Linked DNA regions of Mus musculus: region 1 is linked to region 2. The links are chromatin contacts, called in public HiChIP or PLAC-seq maps. All regions are on one chromosome and are shown on one strand. The core of a region is the stretch at or near the end of the contact, and the rest is flanking DNA. Distances in the headings are between cores, read along the strand shown.

Evidence for each region. HiChIP or PLAC-seq counts read pairs in DNA pulled down with a chosen protein or histone mark.
Region 1: a CTCF HiChIP or PLAC-seq map of the NIH/3T3 cell line shows a contact between it and region 2, with 8 read pairs. The contact joins two enhancer-like sites.

What each region holds. Positions count from the first base shown.
Region 1 is chr10:37,482,440-37,489,707 of GRCm38.p6, reverse strand. No RefSeq gene overlaps it. Among named protein-coding and RNA genes, the nearest start is that of Gm31330, 49 kb to the right of the region's middle. Within about 2 kb of position 5,982, at least 34 of the 459 cell types and tissues checked have an H3K27ac peak or open chromatin away from gene starts, as enhancers often do. A contact at or near this core is called in the NIH/3T3 cell line, where this site is marked.
Region 2 is chr10:37,168,131-37,174,959 of GRCm38.p6, reverse strand. No RefSeq gene overlaps it. Among named protein-coding and RNA genes, the nearest start is that of 5930403N24Rik, 32 kb to the right of the region's middle. Within about 2 kb of position 2,824, at least 14 of the 459 cell types and tissues checked have an H3K27ac peak or open chromatin away from gene starts, as enhancers often do. A contact at or near this core is called in the NIH/3T3 cell line, where this site is marked.

The sequences.
Region 1 (7,268 bases), core at 4,733-7,232, 310 kb before region 2:
CTACTCCAACTTGTTTCTTCAGACTATTTACTTGGAAAATTGTTTTCCAACCGTTTGCTCTGAGGTAACTTCTGTCTTTGTCCCTGAGGTGGATTTCCTGTATGCAGTAAAATGTAGGGCCCTGTTTATGTAGCCAGTCTGTTAGTCTAGGGCTTTGTATTGGGGAATTGAATCCATTGATATTAAGAGATATTAAGGAAAAGTAATTGTTGCTTCCTTTTATTTTTATTGTTAGACTTGGGATTCTTTTCTTGCGGCTGTCTCTTTTAGGTTTGTTGAAGGATTATTTTCTTGCTTTTTCTGGGGCTTAATTTCCCTCCTTGTGTTGGAACTTTCCCTTTATCATCCTTTGAATGGCTGGATTCATGGAAAGATATTATGTGAATTTGATTTTGTCATGGAATACCTTGGTTTTTCCATCTATGGTAATTGAGAGTTTTTCTGGGTATAGTAGACTGAGCTAGCATTTGTGTTCTCTTAGGGTCTGTTTAACATCTGTCCAGGATCTTCTGGCTTTTATAGCCTGTGGTGAGAAATCTTGTGTAATTCTAGTAGGTCTGCCTTTATATGTTACTTAACCTTTTTCCCTTACTGCTTTTAATAGTCTGTCTTTAGTGCATTTGTTGTTCTGATTATTATGTGTCAGGAGGAATGTCTTTTCTGGTCCAGTCTATTTGGAGTTCTGTAGGCTTCTTGTATGTTCATGGGCATCTCTTTAAGCTAGGGCAGTTTTCTTCTATAATTTTGTTGAAGATATTTACTGGCCCCTTTACGTTGGGAATCTTTGCTTTCTTCTATACCTATTATCTTTAGGTTTGGTTTTCTCATTGTGTCCTGGATTTCCTGGATGTTTTGAGTTAGGATCTTTTTGAATTTTGCATTTTTTTATTGTTGTGTCCATGTTTTCTATGGAATCTTCTGCACCTGAGATTCTCTCTTCTATCTCTTGTATTCTGTATGTATGGTTCCTGATTTTTTTCCTAGGGTTTCTATCTCCAGAGTTGTTTCCCTTTGGGTTTTCTTTATTGTTTCAACTTCCAGTTTTAGATCTTAGATGGTTTTGTTTATTTCCATCACTTGTTTGGTTGTTTTTTTCCTGTAATTCTTTAAGGGATTTTTGTGTTTCCTCTTTAAGGACTTCTTCCTGTTTAGCAGTGTTCTCCTGTATTTCTTTAAGTAAGTTATTAATGCCCTTCTTAAAATCCTCTACCAGTATCATGAGATATGATTTTAAATCCGAATCTTGCTTTTCAGGTGTGTTGGTGTATCCAGGACTGGCTGTGGTGGGCTTACTTGGTTCCGATGGTGAGGAGTGGTCTTGGTTTCTGTTAGTAAGATTCTTATTTTGCCATTTGGTAATCTCTGGTGTTAGATGTTCTAGCAGTCTCTGGCTGGAGCTTATTCATCCTGAGATTCTTTGGTCTCTGTTAGCATTCCTGGGAGTCCAACTCTCTCCTGAGACCCAGTGGTCAAAGCACTCTCCGCAGGCAAGCTCTCCTCTGGCAGGGAAGGTGAACAAAAGTATGGAGCTCAGATCCACCTTCTGAGTCCCGGGGGTCAGAGCCCTCCTTGGAGGCTGACTCTCCTCTGGCTGGGAAGGTACCCAGGGGTCTGGGTCTCAGCTCATTCTCTTGACAGAAGATGAAGGCCCAAAAGTACTCTGTCCAAGAAGCTCTGTTGCTTCTGCCACCCATGTGCTCTCCTGCGTAGACTGGGTGTGCTAGTGTGCCTGCAGCATGGACAGTTCTTTGTGAACCTTGGGACCCTTTACTGAGTTCGCGCCCAAGATAGGTACTAACTCTTTAAAACTGTAGCCTGTAATGCTCCTCCATCCTATCTCAAGTTCTATTTTGTAAGTAAACACTGAGGAAGGATAACAGATGAGCCTGAACACTTTGCCCAGTAAAGCATTAACACCAAATGTTCTTTAGCTTATGAATCACAGTCAATATGATAATCTGTTGATGTCCTTTTCCTTGGGAACCTTGGAAGAGGCATTTCTTAGTCTCCTCACAGAGGCTTGTAGAGATTAATGGTATTTTTAGAGTATTTTAAAGGTTGTATAAAAGAACAACACATAGCTAATGTCTCTTCATAGTGTTACTTCCCAAGCATTCAGAGAACACAATGAAGAAGAAGAAGAAGAAGAAGAAGAAGAAGAAGAAGAAGAAGAAGAAGAAGAAGAAGAAGAAGGAGGAGGAGGAGGAGGAGGAGGAGGAGGAGGAGGAGGAGGAGGAGGGAGAGGGGAGAGGGGAGAGGGGAGGGGGAGGAGGGAGGAGGAGGGGGAGAGGGAGAAGAAGGAATTTCTTTTTTTAATTTTTTTATTAGGTATTTTCCTCATTTACATTTTCTATGCTCTCCCAAAAGTCCCCCATACCTACCCCCCCAATCCCTTACCCACCCACTCCCCCTTTTTGGCCCTGGGGTTCCCTTGTACTGGGGCACATAAAGTTTGTAAGTCCAATGGGCCTCTCTTTGCAGTGATGGCCGACTAGGCCATCTTTTGATACATATGCAGCTAGAGACAAGAGCTCCGGGGTACTGGTTAGTTCATATTGTTGTTCCACCTATAGGGTTGCAGATCCCTTTAGCTCCTTGGGTAATTTCTCTAGCTCTTCCATTGGGGGCCCTGTGACCCATCCAATAGCTGACTGTGATCATTCACTTCTGTGTTTGCTAGGCCCCGGCATAGTCTCATAAGAGACAGCTATATCTGGGTCCTTTCAGCAAAATCTTGCTAGTGTATGCAATGGTGTCAGCGTTTGGAAGCTGATTATGGGATGGATCCCTGCATATGGCAATCACTAGATGGTCCATCCTTTCATCACAGCTCCAAGTTTTGTCTCTGTAACTCCTTCCATGGGTGTTTTGTTCCCATTTCTAAGAAGGGGCAAAGTGACTACACTTTGGTCTTCGTTCTTGAATTTCATGCATTTAGCAAATTGTATCTTATATCTTGGGTATCCTAAGTTTCTGGGCTAATATCCACTTATCAGTGAGTACATATTGTGTGAGTTCCTTTGTGATGTGATTACCACACTCAGGATGATTCCCGCAAGGTCCATCCATTTGCCTAGGAATTTCATAAATTCATTCTTTTAATAGCTGAGTAGTACTCCATTGTGTAAATGTACCACATTTTCTGTATCCATTCCTCTGTTGAGGGGCATCTGGGTTCTTTCCAGCTTCTGGCTATTATAAATAAGGCTGCTATGAACATAGTGGAGCATGTGTCCTTCTTACCGGTTGGGACATCTTCTGGATATATGGCCAGGAGAGGTATTGCGGGATCCTCCGGTAGTACTATGTCCAATTTTCTGAGGAACTGCCAGACTGATTTCCAGAGTGATTGTACAAGCTTGCAATCCCACCAACAATGGAGGAGTGTTCCTCTTTCTCCAAATCCTCGCCAGCATCTGCTGTCACCTGAATTTTTGATCTTAACCATTCTGACTGGAGTGAAGTGGAATCTCAGGGTTGTTTTGATTTGCATTTCCCTGATGATTAAGGATGTTGACATTTTTTCAGGTGCTTCCCAGCCATTCGGTATTCCTCAGGTGAGAATTCTTTGTTCAGCTCTGAGCCCCATTTTTTAATGAGGTTATTTGATTTTCTGGAGTCCACCTTCTTGAGTTCTTTATATATATTGGATATTAGTCCCCTATCCGATTTGGGATAGGTAAAGATCCTTTCCCAATCTGTTGGTGGTCTTTTTGTCTTATCGACAGTGTCTTTTGCCTTGCAGAAGCTTTGCAGTTTTATGAGGTTCCATTTATCAATTCTCAATCTTACAGAACAAGCCATTGCTGTTCTATTCAGGACTTTTTCCCCTGTACCCATATCTTCAAGGCTTTTTCCTACTTTCTCCTCTATAAGTTTCAGTGTCTCTGGTTTTATGTGGAGTTCCTTAATCCACTTAGATTTGACCTTAGTACAAGGAGATAGAAATGGATAGAGAAGGGAGGGGGAGGAGGAAGGAGGAGGGGGAGGGGGAAAAGAAGGAATTTCGATATAGAATTTAGACTTATTGCTGATTAAAATTCACTCGTGTTTAGCAAAGTAAAAAGGTAAGAGTGAAATAAAGTTTCTTAACATTTATAGCTTAACCACTTATGTACAAATATTGTTTCAACTGTCTTTAAAGTCCCACATGCAGCCTACACTATATAACACATCATGGTTCAGCAAAACTACAGTGTCAGTGCTCCATGGCCACAAAAAGTGTTTAGTGACTACCACAGCGGAGGTAAGTGTTCATTTAGCAAAAGCCAATCCTCTGAAACATTACTCTTAAAGTAGACTGAAACTGTGTCAATCAGTTAGCTCTTGCTTTGAGTGAAGCAGGCTGCCAATCTAAAATAATGTTTCTGAATGGTTGAAGCTTACAAACTACAATAACTGATCCACCTTATCTAATGATTGGCACTGATCTCTTCTGATGTGAAAGGTTTTCCATCACAGCAAGGATGGTGGAGGAAAGGTAAGATGTCCCAGCAACTGGGTAAAGATTTTAATTCTAAATTATTCTACTTTTTTCCCCACAGAGGATTCTCTTAGATCCTCAAACATGATTGTGATTAGAACTTCTATGGTATCACAAGAAAGCAAGCTGAAAACACCATTATAGTTAGGCTTCCATTACTGGCACATCTCATCCCATGTCTGAGGTAGTGCTCTGTCCTTGCCAAAGATCATGGATGCAGACATGAAGCCTGAAGGACGGGTCTCCAAGCTCCTGTTAATTAACTTTACAGACACAAAATTGCTGACCCTGGAAAGAGAAGCTTTCCACCACTAAGAAAGATTACGGAGTCCTTTCCTGTGTGAGAATGTTTTGCTTTAACGTAAACAAACTGAAGAGGACAGAAATGAGGTTCAAGTAATCTCTCATCAGAGTAAACAGCCAAGCCAGTTAGGATATCATTTTCCTGGAATGTGTTGTGGAATCCAAAGGCAGGCACACACATGTCAGGGAACAGGCTGTCCTCTGATGGACAGAGCCTAAAAACTAAGGTAAATACATTCATGCATTCATGTTGACATTTCTTCATAATTTTTTTATTTATATATTTAGATAGATTTTGGATCTTAGGAAGAATCAAAGCATACCGACTATTTGTTTCAAACAACTTAATCCTGAATGACTGTCCCAAGCAGCCTTATTTGGAGGCCTCCTTGAGTATTACATCATGTTCTGGTATCACTGACTCCCACTGACGCCCACTTGTTCTTGAGTTTTCCTTTTATAACAAGATTGACACAACATGATGACTAAAGAAGCAAAGCTTCCCAGGCCAATTGAGTTTGTTAGCATATTTGTAAGACTGCGTTTGTTAAAGTACTGAGTATGCAGTTAGGTAGGAATATATCACCTGAAATTCCAATCTGGAAGGCCTACCACTTTGGCTACCTTCTGAAGATTCTCCATGGTTTGGATTGGATGAGGTGACCACTCATCTTGGACACAAAGTATTCAATATATGTGCACTCGAGGGTGTGTGTGTGTGTGTGTGTGTGTGTGTGTGTGTGTGTGTGTGAGAGAGAGAGAGAGAGAGAGAGAGAGAGAGAGAGAGAGAGAGAGAGAGTTAGTTAGTTTTTAAAATACTTGAATTTGGTTCTGTTTCATTCTGTAAATGTTACCTGGAGACAGAATTGGCCCCATTTCACTGATCCAGCATGAATAGCTGATTTGCTAAACATGCATCCTGGGACAATACCTTTCTATATTCAAAAGCTGATCCAGAATAAATGGGGAAAATCAGAAACTGCTTCCCCTTTTTATTTTGTTAAAAACCTTCTCCTTCCTTTCTTTCCCTGAGTGTCTATTCTCTGAGATTTGCTTCTTTAAAAGACAGATCAAAGATATTGCTAGCTAGGAGTCAGGAAGTTAGTGTCACCATTCCTCAGAGGTCAGCTGGAGAGCTGTGTCCGGCACCATGGGAAGTGGCCCCTGATCAAGGAAACACGGCCATGTGACAACCAAGAATCATCCAGAGCCAGACAAGCGGAAATATTCCAGGAATGGCTTTGTGGTTAACTGTGTTTTCCCACAAACTCCTCAGGGATTTTTAAGGAACCTGTCCAATCTCTGCATGCTTATGTGAAGATTATTGCCTGAGTCCTTTGTTTCTCTATTTTCTACATTGATTGTTGTTAAATGAAACGTAATTGATCCATAAACAAGACTGTAAATGGAATGAACTAGAATGAAACTAGTTCATAAATAAAAAGTAATGGATAAATAGATACATAAAATATTCTTAGGATTTTTTGGAAGGAGTGGTTGTTTATTTGATTTTATTTTAAAGGGTTTCATTGTTGTGCTATTGTTTTGTTTTGTTTTCTTTAGTGAGAAAGGACAATACCAAAGCTTCAAGTTAAAGCCATCTATACCTGCGGAGGTCTGGTAACAGATGACAACCTTAACCTGACCTACTTGGTTTTCAAATGGTCTTGCTCCGCATCCCATTCTCATTAGTTATTGCCTTACCTTTGGGCTGTACTGTTTTCTTTTCTTCCGTTAATGGAGCAATTTCCCTGCCTGAAATGGCACAAACAAAGGTAAGTTATTTTGTGCCAGAATGTTAGCAGGAGCCCATGTAAAGGGAAAATAACTGCTGGTCACATGAGTGGGTGGGCAGAGCAGGAGAAGGATGATTTTCACGTGCCCAATTTTACATGAGTGAAAAGCCAACACAGAACAGATCTCTACTATCCATTACCATGGCTTGCTTGCTTTACCATCATTGTAAAAGCCAAGGGCTTTTACTCCAATGACCTAATTCCTCAACTTCTGTCCCAATCATGTCATCCTTCTTCCTGTGAAAGAATTTCTTCCCAACCTGGTTTCTTCGCTTTTAGAATTAGCCACGTCAACACCTCAGTCTACATGCTTTCCCTTACCCTCACCAAGGAGGGTTATGTTTGAATTGAGTCTATATTATAGATTAATTACAGCACCAGAGAATGAGGTTCAATTTAAAATCAGGGCAGGGAAATTGCTCCATTAACGGAAGAAAAGAAAACAGTACAGCCCAAAGGTAAGGCAATAACTAATGAGAATGGGATGCGGAGCAAGACCATTTGAAAACCAAGTAGGTGACTTCTACCTAGCATAAAGGTTAGAGGTTAGATGTGAAATGCTGCTGTTATTATTGTTCTGAAACAGAGGCAAAAGATGAAGCTTTTCCTATAGATGATTGGTATCACATTTGTTGGTTTGTTAACCCAAGCAAAGCCATGCTTCACGAAGACACTTTACAAATAAA
Region 2 (6,829 bases), core at 1,575-4,074:
GTAAGTAAACAAAAAGTGAAGCTAAAGAAAGATGAGAAAAACCTGATGGCAGAAACTGAAGTAAAGTAAATTATGAAGACACCAGAAACAAAAAAAAAAAAATGTTTGCTTGAAATAAAGCATTTTTATGGATAATAAAGTTGAGACTCTTCAGACAGGGAAACCAAGTAAGAGCACACAGGCACAGGGCAGGTAATAGTGCAAGGTGAGCCACGAGGCTCCAGCACACACAGCCCTTACTATGTGGATGGAAGACCAGTGCAGGGCTTGGAAGATGGGATGGACAGAGGGAGAGGGAGAAAGTGGAAAGAACAACTCCATGCAGAGTGGTCAGAGGGAAAGGGCTGTGCAGGCACTCACTGGCCTCCTCAGCCGACCTCCAGAGAGCCACCAAAGTTTGCAGAGGAAGGTGCTTTGGGACTGGACTCCTGCAAACTGTGAGCCACTACAAAACCAATCTGAGGACACTGGACAGTAGAGGATACCTATGGCCAAAAAGAGGTGCAAGTTCTAAGTAGAACATTTATCAGCAGACAAAGAGGGAAAGGGGTCAAGAGAGGAGACAGAAAAGTAATGCAAACTCCCAAAGATTAAGAGTTGAAATAATATTTCTCATGTTTCAGAAAGGAAAGAAAGGGAAAAAAATCATAAACTTTTGAAACATGACAAATATTAATATTATTCTCCTTTCCTACCTTTTCTTCTTTCTTTTTCTCTTTCCTTCTTTTTTTTTTTTTTTGGTTTTCCGAGACAGGGTTTCTCTTTATAACCCTGGCTGTCCTGGAACTCACTCTGTAGACCAGGCTAGCCTCGAACTCAGAAATCCGCCTGCCTCTGCCTCTCGAGTGCTGGGATTAAAGGCGTGCGCCACCAACACCGGCTCTTTCCTTCCTTCCTTCTTTCTTTCTTTCTTTCTTTCTTTCTTTCTTTCTTTCTTTCTTTCTTCCTTCCTTCCTTCCTTTCTCTTCCTTCCTTCCTTCCTTCCTTCCTTCCTTCCTTCCTTTCTCTTCCTTCCTTCCTTCCTTCTTTCCTTCCTTCCTTCCTTCCTTCCTTCCTTTCTCTTCCTTCCTTCCTTCCTTCCTTCCTTCCTTCCTTCCTTCCTTTCTCTTCCTTCCTTCCTTCCTTCCTTCCTTCCTTCCTTCCTTCCTTTCTCTTCCTTCCTTCCTTCCTTCCTTCCTTCCTTCCTTCCTTCCTTCCTTCCTTCCTTCCTTTCTCTTCCTTCCTTCCTTCCTTCCTTCCTTCCTTCCTTCCTTCCTTCTTTCCCTTCCCTCCCCTCCCCTCCCCCCTCCTCCCCTCCCCTCCCCTCTCCCTCCCCCCCCTCTCTCTTTCTTTCTTTCTTTTTGAGAGGATCTCCTGTAGCTCAGGCTAGTCTTGAACTCAAGCATGGCCTTGAACTTTGATCCTGCTGCCTCTACCTACTGAAGATTGAGACTGTGTGCATGTGCACATGTGTTGTGGTTCCAGTTTATTTCTGTTGCTGTGATACATGCTCTGAAAAAATGCGACACAAGGGAGGAATGGTTTTTAGTGGGAAGACACAGCCCATCGTTTCTGGGAACTAAAGGCAGGAAATGAAGCAGCAAGTCACAGAATATCCAGTCTAGAGCAAAGAGGATGAATGCATTCTTGCTTGCTTTGTCAGAAGGCTTTCTCCTCTCTTTTACTGTTGAGGACATCCCTGCTAGTGAATAAAACTGCCCATTGTGGGCTCTGTCTGCCTACCTCAGTTAACAAGATTCTCCCCTCCCTGTCCCCCATCCTCTTGCCCACCCCACCCCCCACCCCCTTCTGTCTTGCCTGCATGTGAACCTGATCTAAATAACTAGATAACTCCTCTCTTTAAAAAAAATCTCTTCCCTTCTAGTTCGTGTCAAGTTGACAGTGAAAACTAACTGGTCTACCCACCAAATCCAGTTTTCCAATAATACTACACCCTTAGCCCTGGGATGTTTACGAATTTAAACTACATGAATTGACCATGCTAAAAATTTGGGGTAGGGGGTGTCATTGTAAAACAATCTGTTGTCATTTGCAAATTCTGGGAATCAAATTCTGGACTTTACAGATTCTAATTAAACACTGCAGTCTCTGAGATATAACACCCAGCCCCTAAACTGAGAAAAGCACCCCCCCCAAAAAACCCTCAAAAATTCTACAAATGTAGTCAAATGACAGAACGACAGCACAAATTAACAATTCTTCTTGGAGACTAGAAGTCAAAGCATACAAACGACATCAATTGCAGTGCTCTGTAGAATTACATCCGGGATCGCTTATGTGACTGAGGCCTCGGCTTCAAAGGTCTGTAACATTTAGACCTGTGATCATCTTTACTGGCAGCAAAATTATTCCAGAGCTTAACCTGCTCCACTTCGCACTGGCTAAGCAGATCATGCTTGCTATGCAAATCTTCTTCAGGACTGAATGCCACTGGGGAGGGAGGAAGCCATTGAAAAGCATCCCTGTACTGCTGCAGAACAAAAAGCCATCACATCCCGGATCAAAGCAAAGAGAATCCTTTCGCAACAGAAATCCCAGAGTCTAGCATCAGAAAATCAGAAACTCCTTCACACTCTCATTACTTTTTAAGCCTTTCCCAATAAGAGGAGGCAAGGGGGGAGGGGTTCTTTCATACGTGTGCAATTCCTATTACGTTCAATACACACATAGCCTTCAGTTCTTTTCCCTTCTGTAGGCTGTCAGCAGTTATTTTAAAATGTATCCAATTTTCAGTTAGAAAGAAGGCATTGTGGATGACCCACCATGGCACAGAATTTCAGTTTGTAAGATGCCCATAGCCATGACTTGATCAACAATTCCATGGCAACTTGGCAGCCCTCTCTCTTAACAGGGCACACCCTGTAGCCTCTGTTTTACAGTATTTTGTGAGTCTGCTAAATCATCATTTGTTATAAGCATGTTTCTGAGGTGACAGATGCCCCCAGTTCCTCTTCTTTCCTGAGCCCCTGAAATCACAGCTGTGTTGTACCCTAAGCACAATGTTGTCACATCTTTGCTCTGTTTAATTATTCATGTTAGTCCCGCTACAGAATTAAACTGCCTGGGGATATTAGGGATATTATGGGATTTCAGTCCAAACCACACACATGACCATATAGATGCCAACCCCTGCCAAGCATCTCCATGACTCCCCTTTTCTTCACATAATGATTGGCAGTATATTCCTAATAGTCAGGAGCTGGACAAGATAGACCAGTCTAACCAAGAGCCAAGAGCCAGTGTATGTTAGGAGGGATAGTCATACTTAGTCATAGATAGTCATAATGAGACATTATCCTCCCCTACCACAAAAGCAGAAATTAAAAAAAACCAAACCAACCAACCAAACAAACAAACAAAACCCCAGTGTTGTTTGTTTGCTTTGCTTTTTATTTTTAATTGATTTACTTCCAACCTGTGCCCCGATCTTTCTAGTAGGGAACTTTTGCTTGTTCAAGCGGAAGCTCAGGCAGATAACCTGAAGTTGCAGGCCATCCTCAGCTACATGAGACCAAAAATAAGCAATCAAAGCAGTGACAGGGGCAGCTTAGCCTCGAAGTTACCATTTTAACACTTCATTTACGACCACGGGAGACCCCTGCCTAACTTCAGGGGACAGCTTCCAAATTTCATGGACAAACCAGGATCAGTTTTATCTACTAGACTTTACTCGTAGTTTATTTTCCCCCGAAAAGTCCTCTAAAAGATGAGTAACATCTGTCTTTGACCTCCAGGTACTCCTTGGAGCTTACTCCTCGGCGTTTAATTTGGAATGTGTGCATTCTCATTCAGCCCTTGGAGGGAAACAGAAACAAAACCACAGAATGTGAGGTGAGGAAAGGCTTTAAGGGACCATCTGGTTAGAACCTCATTCTGCAAGTGGAGGTCAGTGCCACTGAAAAATTAAAGGCGTGGCAGGCACAGGCTGAAGCAACAGATTCAACACAGGCTCTCCTGTCTTGCTTCAGCTCTTCTGCCAAGAGGACAAAGGAGGCCTATTTTCTATTTTTCTATGCTGAAATCTTTCTCTTTTCCTCCTTGGGAGTGAGAGTGCTGTGCCTGAAGGGAACACAAACTTAACTCTAAAGTCTTCTGTAACCTATGGGAACTGCAGGCCAGCCTACGGCAAAGAGGAAAGACAACCTCAGGAGGTTATGCTTATGGGGCAGGGACCATTTGAATCCCCCTACAATGTCCTTGGTGCCTCTGTGTCTATGGCTAAAAGGGCAGCTCATAGAAAGGGACTTTTCTTGGCCACCACTTAAGGAGGACCACAGCTGCACTGGCCACAGCACAATTCCCAGGAGCAACCAGGCATGGGTCCAGCTCCGTGGGAACCACCAGCACTAGGGAGCTGACGCCCCCACCACCCTGCACTTGGATAGATTGCATTGAGCTCTCCCAGGCTTGGAGGCAAGAAGCCGATTAAAAAGCTACACAAGTTGAAACAGAAAATGCTTTTTCCCAGGGTTCAGCAGCCATTCCTGAATTCTGTGCTCCTGCACAGAGAAATGAAAGAAACCAGGAGAAAGACCCGTGATATGATGTACACTCTGGCCACATCTAGTTACCTTTGCTTGACTTAAAGAAAAGGATTTCTTAGAACTTTAAGGAGGACAAGAAATCAGCAAGTATACAATACCTATGAACAGAGGCAGTAACTGTGGAGGAATGGAAATAAAATGTGAATCTTAGTTTGGTAACTTATTCATGGATTTCTAGGGGAGAGAAGATTGATGTTGTTAGGTAAAAAGTTTTCCTTGCCTTCAAGTTTTACATAGAAGTGTTTGTTGTCTTTGCAGCTTATTCATACATATAACATTGCATTGTTTAAGGTTCTAGGGAGATCTCCAAATAGCTGGCTGCTTCCTGCCTGCCTCTGTAGTGCACGTGGCCACCTCATGCTCCTACAAGCTATGCCTTCCTGTATCCACGGCCTGTACCTTCAAACTCCTGTTTCCTCTCCCATTTCACAGTGAATGGCCTCCAGGACTACCTTGAGAACCTGAAAAATGTTGAGAACTGGAAAGTTCTTCAAATCAGACTAGGAGAAGGTCCAACTTGTATTCAGAATGGGATGCCCAGGCAACATACAATTATAAAAATTATGAAAACACATCTGTCTTTTTCCTTTAGCTCACTATAGAATATGATGCTGGAAGTGAAAGTGGCCCACCCAGTCCAAGAGTCTTGACAGTGGCAGTGGGTGGAAGGTGATCTCCCAGCCCTGGGAAATGGGGCTGGAAGCTTTATTTACCTGTGTGCAGCTTCCGATGCTTGTTTCCTATTTTAATTTGGTTGTAACTCTGCTGAAGGCCAGGCCAAGACAGATTGGGAATTTCTGTCAATATTTATTTGTTGCTATGTTAGTTGTTTTTCTGTTGTTGCAATAAAATACTGTGACCAAGGTAACTTATAAAAGGAAGAGTTCATTTGAGCCTATGGTTTCAGAGAATTAGAATCCATAACAACAGAGAAGTATGACAGGAGGCAGTATGGATATCAGGAGAGGAAGTGGGGCGATCACATCATTTACCTCACACTTGAGGCAGGGAGAGCAAACTGGAAGTGGCACAAGTCTTGTAAACTCTCAAAGCCTACATCCAGCAACATACGTCCTCCAATTGGCCACACCTCCAAAACTTCCCTACCATGGCCAGTGTTGGTTATCACCTTGACTATATCTGGAAAGCACTACAATACAGAAATGGAGGGCACACCTGTGAAAGATTTTGTGTTTGATTTGAAGAGGGTGACTTTTGAGGTAGAAAGACATACATTTGATGTGGATCTTGAGGCTGGGAAGAGTCACATTTAATCTGGGCCATACCTTCGGCTGGGAGCCTACATAAGGACATGGAAAAGGAAGATCTTGCTCTTTGCCTTCATCTTGCTAACACATTCCTTTACTGGCATTGGAATATACTTCTTCAGAATTCTAGTACATACAGAAGACCCACTGAAACATCCATCCTTGTAGGACTAAGCAACTGCTACATTTTAGGACTTTCCATTCATAGCTAGCCATTGTTGGACCACAGCCTGTAAGTTGATCCAATAAATTCCATACATAATAAATATATATTATATATGGAATTATATATGTATATGTGTATTGTATATATATACAGAGAAAGAGAGAGAGACACACACAGACAGACAGTTATAGACAGAGACAGAGAGAGAGAGATTCATTCCATAACTTCTGAGACTCTAGAGAACTGTGACTGACTGTCTTAGTTAGGGCTTTATTGCTGTGAAGAAACACCATGACCAATGAAAGTCTTATAAAGGACAACATTTACTTGGAGCTGGCTTACAGTTTCAGAGGTTCAATCCATTATCATCAAGGTGGGAGCATGGCAGCATCCAGGCAGGCTTGGTGTAGACAGAGCTCAGAATTCTACATCTTCATCTGAAGGCTGCTAGCAGAATACTGGCTTCCAGGGTGCCATGCCCACAGTGACACACCAACTCCAACAAGGTTATACCTCCTAATAGTGTGACTCCCTGTGCCAACATACACAAGCCATCACAGTGATTAATACACTCCTCTAACAGTACCACTCTGCTAGTTACTTCCTACTAACAAAACAGCACAACCAAGACAACTTACAAAACAAAGTGTGTGGTTGTGTTTATGGTTCCTAAGGGTTAGATTTAATAATGGCAGAGCAAACAGTGGCAGGAACAGCTGAGAAATCTCAGTTTGATCTACAAATAGGAGACCTCCAGGAAGTCTCACCACATTGCATAAAAGTACCTGAGAAATCTTCCTGAAATGTCTTTTTAACCTTGACACCCAATTGCTCAAAAATTTGGGGCAGCT